3 separate regions of the Mus musculus genome follow, and all the other regions are linked to region 1. Evidence: chromatin contacts called from public promoter capture Hi-C data. All regions are on one chromosome and are shown on one strand. The core of a region is the stretch at or near the end of the contact, and the rest is flanking DNA. Distances in the headings are between cores, read along the strand shown. Region 1 holds the start of Tob1 (transducer of ErbB-2.1). Region 2 holds the start of Zfp652os (zinc finger protein 652, opposite strand). Region 3 holds the start of Ube2z (ubiquitin-conjugating enzyme E2Z).

The links. Promoter capture Hi-C pulls out the DNA fragments that hold promoters and counts their contacts.
Region 2: a promoter capture Hi-C map of pre-B cells shows a contact between it and region 1, with 5 times the contacts expected there. The contact joins the promoter of Zfp652os here to the promoter of Tob1 in region 1. A contact is called at or near these places in 3 of 39 promoter capture datasets (liver and pre-B cells).
Region 3: a contact with region 1 is called in a promoter capture Hi-C map of pre-B cells, with 4 times the contacts expected there. The contact joins the promoter of Ube2z here to the promoter of Tob1 in region 1. A contact is called at or near these places in 2 of 39 promoter capture datasets (liver and pre-B cells).

Annotation. Positions count from the first base shown.
Region 1 is chr11:94,209,831-94,212,783 of GRCm38.p6, forward strand. Tob1 (transducer of ErbB-2.1) reads left to right here and starts at 1,624. Exons shown (of 2, transcript NM_009427.2): 1 at 1,624-1,901.
Region 2 is chr11:95,711,451-95,714,162 of GRCm38.p6, forward strand. It overlaps Zfp652os (zinc finger protein 652, opposite strand), which reads right to left and starts at 1,304. Exons shown (of 2, transcript NR_045780.1): 1 at 1,178-1,304.
Region 3 is chr11:96,063,957-96,066,834 of GRCm38.p6, forward strand. Ube2z (ubiquitin-conjugating enzyme E2Z) reads right to left here and starts at 1,408. Exons shown (of 7, transcript NM_172300.3): 1 at 996-1,408. The coding sequence starts at 1,318.

The DNA.
Region 1 (2,953 bases), core at 374-2,873:
CAAACCCTCCCATTCTCACACGCTGTGAGACTTTAGAAATATCCTTTCTCAAAGCTGTTCCTTCTAAAAGAGGAGGTGGGAACCCACGCAAGCAGGTCCGAGTGCAAAATAATAGGCTACATCCAGACTTCTGCATCTATAAAATGAAAAGGCTCTTGGCGGGTCGCGTAGACCAGGGTTTGTGCCCTGGGTGGTACAGATGGGCTACACAGACGGTGAGTTGTGCTTTAACCTCTAGACAGGCATAGAAATGCCCGCCCTGCAGTGTTTAAGGGCAAGGCAGCACGGGGACCGGTTTTTTTCCAGGAAGCATGGCCCGAATGCCCAGGACAGGGAAGGGGAAGGCAGGGCCCTGGGCGTTTCATTCACTGCTGCGCTTTCTCCCCCCCCCCAACCCCCCCCCCCCTTCTCTCCGAGGCTCCCCCTCGACTTTCTCTCGCCTTTACCCAGTCCGAGTTTGACGTCGGTCTCCTGGAGACCAGACAGCCAATCGTCTGGCCGCTAAGGTCCAGTGCGACCAATCAGGCATCGTTGCTACCTGTGAGTAATTATTTTTAGCCAAGAGGAACGCCCCGTTCCACTCCGGACGATAACTCGGATTTCTGGGCTGCAGGTTGTGGAAACGGCGCCTATCCGCGCCCCTAGAGTCCCTGGCGTCCCTATTCCCTGGACACCTGTGCACAGTTCATAAACTCTCGCAGGTTCCTCAGCGAGGCCTCGTGTTTATTTTGTGGGCCTGGGTGAAAGTTCTCAAAATGCACGCGTGGGCACGCACACAGAGTCACACAGGCAGTTTGGCAGCGTGTCGCTCTCTGCGACGTTTGATATAAGACAATTTTTTTTTCTTACGGTCTCAAGCAACCCTCATGTCCGAGCTGCTGCCAGGTGACCCGGGGAGATTTGGCCAGGGGGAGCTGCAGAGGCAGTTAAACTGTCACCTGTGCGGGAGGTGCAGCGACGTGGCCTCCCTTCCCCACCCCCAGGTTCTGCAGTTGTCACTCTCGGGGTGGCAGTTGGCCTAGGCCCTGCGGGGATTAATACTCAATGAATCGGGAGCACGAGTCCCGGTTACCCCGGGATGGGCTGAGACCCACAGGCTAGCTCGCCCAGGAGTGGGGTTTTCCTCGGCCACAGTCGCACTCGCTCGGAAGCAGCCTTTTCCGTGTACTCTGCCCTCCCTCCCCCAGCCTCGGCTGCCCCTCCCGGCCGGTCCCCGCCGCGTCGCCACCTGCTCCCCCTCCTCCCCCCCCACCCCCCACCCCCCACCCCCAGGCCCCCGGGCCCTGCCACCCCATCCCTACCATCCCATCCCTACCCTTGTCCAATCCCCTTCCAAGGCCTCCCTTAACCCCTCCCCCAACCTCTCGGGACTCTCAGCTCATTGGTCACAGCGGCGTTCAGGAGGCGTGACCATCTATCAGCGGCCGTCTGGACGTGGGCAGGCGGGACTTGGCCAATGGCGTCGGGGGGCAGGGCAGGGGCGGAGTCGGCGCGGCCGGGGGGTGCCGGGTGGGGAGGGCGGGACTGTGACGCGAGCGGCGCGCACCCCCGCGGAGGCTGGGGGCGGGGAGGAGGCTATAAAACGAGAGGCGGGGCGCGCGCCGCGGCAGAAGGAGCGAAGCTCTGGCCCGGCGCGCAGAGGGCGCTGTACGGGGACGCAGGGCCGGGCCGCCGGGCTGTGTAGAGAAGCGAGCGCGCTCGTGTAAGCTTGCCGTCCCCGCCACCCCTGAGCCAGAGCAGCGAGCTCCCGGACCCGCCCGAGGCGTCCGTCGCGTGTCCGGCGGTGGCGACGTCTTGCACCCCGTCGCCTCGCCGCTCCCGACCCACCCGCGCCCCCGCCCGCTGCCCCTTCTCCCCCGCCCAGCCGCGGCTCGGCGGCGGCCGCAGCTCCGGAGCAGCTTGTAAGTACGGCGGGGCGGCGGCTAGGGGCCGAGGGAGTGGCTGCAGCGTCCTGCGAGCCCGGGTGTGGAGGGGCGGCCTCGGGGACCCAAGGGAATGGAGTGGCTCCGGGGACCTGGTCCGGAGGCTTGACGGCCGACGGGCAACCGGGAGGAGGGAGCACCCGGGGTGGGGGCAGCGGCGCCCAGGCAGGGGGAGGGGGCGCCGGGATACAGGGATCGGGCCCGGACCGGTGCTCCGGGATGCTGGCTAGGTCCCAGGAGCCTCGAGCGGGGAGCAGAGTGGGGGACGGCAGGGTCAGGTTACGGCGGGGGAGGGGAAGACTGGGCGGCCCGCGCCGCGACCTGCCGGTGCCCGGGCCGCGTCCCTGAGGCAGCTAAAGAGCCTGCTCTCCTTTTCCCCGGGCCGAGCTCCTCCTCCCGGAGCAAGTCTAGTAGTCTTCCTCCTCTTCCTCCTCCTCCTCCTCCTCCTCCTCCTCCTCCTCCTCCTCCTCCTCCTCCTCCACCTCCACCTCCTCTGGCTGTTGCTGCTGCTGTAGCGCTCGGGCTCCCAGCGCTGTGAGCAGAAATCTAATGAGACCCAACTGGCTGTTTATGTAATTCTTCACAGTCCTGTGTTAAGGCGTTGCTTTAAAAACCACCTTCCACCCAGCCTGTCTGGGCTCGGCTGCACCTTCAAGCAGTCCAGCTGAATCTGCTTTCTCTGCCTGCTCTTGGGTTTCGGCTTGGAAAGTGTAGTTTGGGGGCTACACGAGAGATTCTTTGCCCTTTGTCACCAAGAATATGGAAAATGGAACAGACGGATCCACACCAGTTTGATTATTTTAAATGCCCTTTTTGATCAACCTCGTTGTACAAATAGCTCTCCCTTGGAAATACCTCTCTTTGCCCTTGATCTTTTCTTATCCCCACCCAGTGCTGATCCAGCAAACGTTTAAAGGTCGACCTTTTCGCTCCAGCCTCTCCAGGGACTGCCCGTTTATCCGAAGAGGGAAGGAGATGGCTTTTAAAAATAAGAATAAAACTGAGAAACTCTGCCCTTTAAGCAGAGTAAT
Region 2 (2,712 bases), core at 54-2,553, 1.5 Mb after region 1:
GGTTTGGGTGAGTGGGTTATGGCCGGCTGTTCTGGGAGAAAAAGTTAGCTGCATCTATATGGAAATTGTTTCTATGATGTGGGGGTCAGCTTTTGTGGAAGAACATTAATATCCTATGTTCTTAATGTTAGAAGAAGAGGGCTGGAGAGATGGCTCAGAAGTTAAAAGCTCTTCTTACTCTTACAGCGGACCTGGGTTCAATTCCTAGCCGCCCCCCCCCCCCCCGTCCTACAAGCCACTCATAACCCCAGTTCCAGGGGAATCCATCAAATGTCACAGGTGCACATGCACACATCCAGGTAAAACATTCATACACACAATGTAAAAGAAAGAAAGAAAGAAAGAAAGAAAGAAAGAAAAAATGTAGTAGAGCCCAACAATAAAAACCAACAATGTTAGGAGCTCCATTCAAGCTGTAGAGACCTTCAGAAGTTTGGTTTCTGGTGGGGAAGGGTTATCCTGATCTTAGGGATGTCATCTTGGGTCTTTTTCATGGAGACTTCACTTGCCAAGTCATTTCCTCTCCCTGTACACTAAGCACTTTCAATTACAGACACTCTCTTTTGGCTCTGAGCTTGGATAAATGCTACCTTGTTAGCTAATAGTACCATTAATTATATTAATGATTAATAGCTAATTAGTCATAATGTGGTCATGCTTCTTCCAATGGAGCCTTCCTTTCTTGCAACAGTTCTGGGACTCTAGCGCACGCGCGCACACACACAGACCACACAGACACACGCACGCACGCACACACTTCCCTATTTCTGGCCACAGGATGAGCCCAGCAGTCCATCCTGTTTGCTTACCATACTGGCGGTCTCTAAATCCCCCTAGTTGTAATCAACTATCCCATTTGTCTGGTGGATGGCTACTTCTTACAAGTGTCGCCCCTTCTATTTCTGTCACTCACTGACTGCTCTCTACTAACAAGGTGGCCAGCAATTAGGGTTTTTTTCTTTTTGAACCGTATTCCATAAGTCAAAGATATCTACTTCCAAATCTCACTCTGACCCACTTTTCCACTTTCTCCCCCCTTTGCACTTTTACGTTTTCTTATTTCTTAGGATCTCAAACCCCCTGCCCACAGATACTTCGTCTTCTGCCTTCAGGCTTCCTTTTGAAAACCACGCCCCCACCCCCTTAAGCGTCGCGCATGCGCAGCCCACGACTTTACCTGGGCGCTCGGGAGTGGGCGGAGTGGGCAAGGGCCGGGGGTGGAGCAGGCAGCCGGCGGTTATCTGCTCGGCTGAGCGCTCACATTGTGGCAGGAGGGAGAAAAGGTGCGCCCAGGCCGAGCCGAGGGCCGCGCATGCGCGCCGACCCCCATAGCCGGGGATGGGGTGTGTAGGGGGGGGAGGTGTCGGGATCCCGACCGCGCGGGGGGGAGGGGGGGGCGCGTGCAGGGGCGTGCGCGCGCGCGCGCTCCCGCCGGCCTCCCTGCCCCCTTCGCGCACGACATCCCTACAGCACACCCCCTCCCCCGCCGCCCGCCCCGCGCGCCGCCCGCTCCGCGGCCCCGCTCGGCCTCGCGCGCTCGGAAGGGAGTCGCGAGACGTCGGAGCGGCGGCCACGTAGCGCTGCGGCGGCGGCGGCGGCGGCGGCCGAGGCCGGGTCTGAGGATCGGCCCAGAGCGCAGACGTTGGGCAGGGGGAGGGGCCGGCACGGCGGGCGGTGGGGACTGGAGCGACGCGGCGCGGCGCGGCGACAGGCCCCCGCCGCGGGGATGGGCCGCCGAAGCGGCGGTGGTGGCGGTGGCGGCGGCGGCGGCGGCCCGGGTGAGTAGGAGCCCCTTCCCCGCGCTCTCGCCTCCCGCCGCGGCGGCGCCCTGGCAGCCGCGTTTCCTCTGCGCCCGGCCGGGCTGGCGGAGCCGGAGGAGCCTGCGCCGAGGCAGCTGCGTGCGCTAGGCCGGAGCAGCCCCCATCCGGCGGGCAGGCCCCGGGCGCTGCGCGTCTGCCGCTCTCAGCTTGGCCCGGGGTGCCGGCTCCGTACCCCCGCCCCCTCTCCCCAGCTTAGCTGCAGTTTTGCAGCGAGTGGGTTCGCCTCGAGGCCTGACGGGGTGGCCGGGGTGCACGGGTTAGTAGGCTGAGGAGAGCATTCTCTTGCCCTGCAGCTGGTGGCTTGCACCCACTACCTCCCCCGCCGTGCGGTTGCGCCCAAACCTCCAGCCCTCGAGAGTATTGTGGCACCAGGAGATAACACGCATGTGATGTACACTCGCCACCCGCAGCACCACACTCAGCCCAGTGGGCGATGCAGACCTTTCTCCACCCTCACTTCGTCCACCCCTCCAATCAGGCTTTACTAAAGAGTCCCAGGTCGGAGACACCAAAGAGAGGGATACCCCTGTTACATCTCTATGAAACATGTTCGTTGTCGAGGGATGACTATTGTAGAAATGATAGATGTCTCTGCTTTGCCTCGAAGTCAGTCTTTAGGATTTAAGATCCTGTATGCTCCTCTTTGAAGCGGGCCGGTCTTTGATTACATCTAGCTCATCCCTCCCCCAACAACAACATCAGGAACACGCGCGAGCACACACACACACACACACACACACACACACACATATATGCACACGCACACTCGCACACTTCCTGATTGCGGAACGGCCCCTGTCATTGCGGATCCATTGTCAGAAGTGGCTTGTGCCAATCAAAGGAATGTGCCTTTGGAGGAAGATGTTTTTTTCACAACCAAGCTACAGGATGT
Region 3 (2,878 bases), core at 158-2,657, 1.9 Mb after region 1:
CCTGAGGGGACTTGGAATGTTTGGGATAATAGCCAGATAAGAGGCTAAGATGAAAAGACTAAGTCTGGTCACCAGGAAACAAGTTTCAAAATTAATAGCTCAACAGTCTTATCTTTTGCCATGCAATTGGTACCATACTAAGTGAGCACTTTTGCAAAACATATTTATCTATGAAGTGATACGATCTAAGATCGGTCACCCAAGACACAAGCACAGACAGGCCCTAGGCCTTTTGTTCCTGTATTTGAAGGGAGTACATCTGCTTTACAAAAGTAAACCAGACAACCTTGGGGGTAAATAATAGGAAAAAAGTTCTTGACTAAGATGTTACAATCCAGAGTGATAGTGAGAGATGGTAGGAACGCAGAGTTTCAGGGACAGGTGTGAGGGACAGTTTTGGGGTGATTGGAAAGGGGGTTCAAGAAATGATCTGGAAAGTCAGGGAGGCTCTCTAGACCCGTGGAAAGGGCCATATGGTGGGGAAACGAGGTAAGGAAAGGTAAAAAGGAAGACTGACTCGAGTCTGCAACTGGGCAATGCAGGTAGAGGATGTTCCAAGCGGGGACTCCAGAAGAGATGGAGAACTGATGGGTGGGGCCTGAGGGCAGCCTTTAGGTAAGCTGGTGGGGTAGGTTAGAGGGGAAGTGCGAAGGGCGGGACCGAGCGTTACAGAAGAGCAAAAGGGTCAGGTTTCGGGTGAACGGGAGGGGGTAGGGATAAGGCATCCGGAACGGAGCTGCAGGGCTCACCGGAGGTCGCTAAGGGGCGGGGTAGGCCCGAGGGCAATCGCGGATCTGTTTGGGCTGTAGGGCCGGGCGCTGAGAGGGCGGGAGGGAGGGAAAGGGCGACACTTAAGGCCCCCGTCAGTAGAGAGGCCCGCAGGGTTTGGGCCTGGAAGACGTGAGGCGGGAGAGAGCCCCGATGGGGAAAGGTGGGGGGCGGGGAAGGTCGAGCCCTGGAGCTCCGGGGTGAGGGAGGAAAAACCCCCGGCTCACCGCTTAATCCGAAGTAGACACTGTGGCGCGGTTCGCTCGCCGTCCCAGTCCGAGCTGAGCGTGGGGTCCCAATGGCTAAGCAGCGCGGCCCCGTGGGCAGCGGCCGAGGGCGGGAGTCCTGGCAGCGGAGCCAGGCCGCTCCCCGGTCCCCCGGCCCCGCCCGCCGCCGCCGCCGCCGCCCACACATCCGGCAGAAAAGGCGGCCCGAACCCGCCGCCGCTCCCGCTAACGCCGACCACACCGGCAACACCACTCGACCCTGGGCCCGCCGCCCCGGCGCCAGCCGTCGCCGTCGCCGCCTCCTCAGTCGGACTCTCCGCCATCGCTGCTTCGCTTCCGGGACTGCTCAGCAGCACGTCCGCCGACCAGAGCGGCCGCTGCTCCCGCACCACCGAGAGCCGGGCCAGAGTGTCCCCACCCTCGGCTTCCCCAGCCCGGGTGGCGCTGGCTCCGCCCACCTCCGCCCGGACCAGCGAGAGGCGTGCTGCCAGAGCGTCCACCCACGGTCCTCCAGAGCGGGGGGCGGGGGCTAGCGGACTAGCTGGCGCTCCAGGCCAGCGCAGATTCTGCGCCCCGCTGGAGATGCTGGTAGCCTTCCATGGTTAAAGGTTTTATGTTGGGAGAGTTGATGTCGGAGAAGACAGTTCAAAGAAGATGGAGAGACCCACAGCTTCTCTTTTAAAGGGAGGGACCATCGATGTTCAATCCTAGGGTAGGACTAAGGTCCACCTTCCCTGTAGGGCAATCGAAAGAAGAGCTTGAGTAGTTTAGGGCCCTTCACATCCCTACGGCTCTGTGCTGTATCATGTCTGGTCTTCTCCCCCATCGACTACTATTGTCGCCTGACTGCGGATGGACTAAGAGGAAGAACGGAATCAGAACGTGCGAATAAAAGACCACCTCATTTGAGTTTATTCGATATTTATTTATGAAGGGCATACTAAAGGCCAGGAGCTGTTGCTAGGCATTGCCCTGGAGATAATGACACAGAAGTTGACAGCTTGGTAGAAGTCAAGCATCAGGCTTGATTCCAAGCTCAGTACCTTTTCTACCCGCTAATCCTGGAGTTACGGGTTTGAAATTCTCAATTTCTTAGAACTATATTGAGATTTGTAATACGAAAATTAACTCTGACTAAGGGGAAAAGACCTTAACCTTGTTCTACTGACAGGAATATGAGTCTGTGTGTGTGTTTGCTAACTGTAGGAAAACCAGAGGTACCGCATGACTGAGAATTTACACAACCCTTTCAGCTGGTCTGAGACAACATCCGAAACAAACACATTGATACTCTATAGCAAAGTGTATGAATAGTTTTTGAGACAAGGTTTCCAATATGTAGCTGCTTACCTCAGCCTTCTTAGTGCTGAGATGACCGGCATAAGCCACCACACCCAATGAAATATTCATATTAACTTTAGTACATTTATGAAGATTCATTCTAGAACAAACAGCCAGAGCCTCACTTTGGATCTTGTTTTTTTTTTTTTTTCTTCTTCTTTTCCTCCCGAAGAAGCCTGGCTCCTGTGGTGGCACAGCTCGTAAGCTAAGCACTAGAGAGGTTGAGGAATGATGAGGGAACTATCGTACATAAATAGTTGAGGCCACAAATTGAGTTCAAGGCAATCTGGGCAACAAAGGGACACCCTGTCTCAAAACACAAAAACCAACAAGTGAAGAGCCTGCGTTCTGGACATTTGTGCGTTTTCTCAAATGGTCTGGGGGCGGGGGTCTGGGAATAGTGAATACATTATGTTTTGAAGCTGCCATTAATTGAGTGCTTAAGGCTACACATTGTTTATCTGCTTTATTTTACTTGTTCCTCTCACCAGCTCTGTGATAGAAGGACTGTTATTAGCCTTTTGTGACAGAATGACAACAGA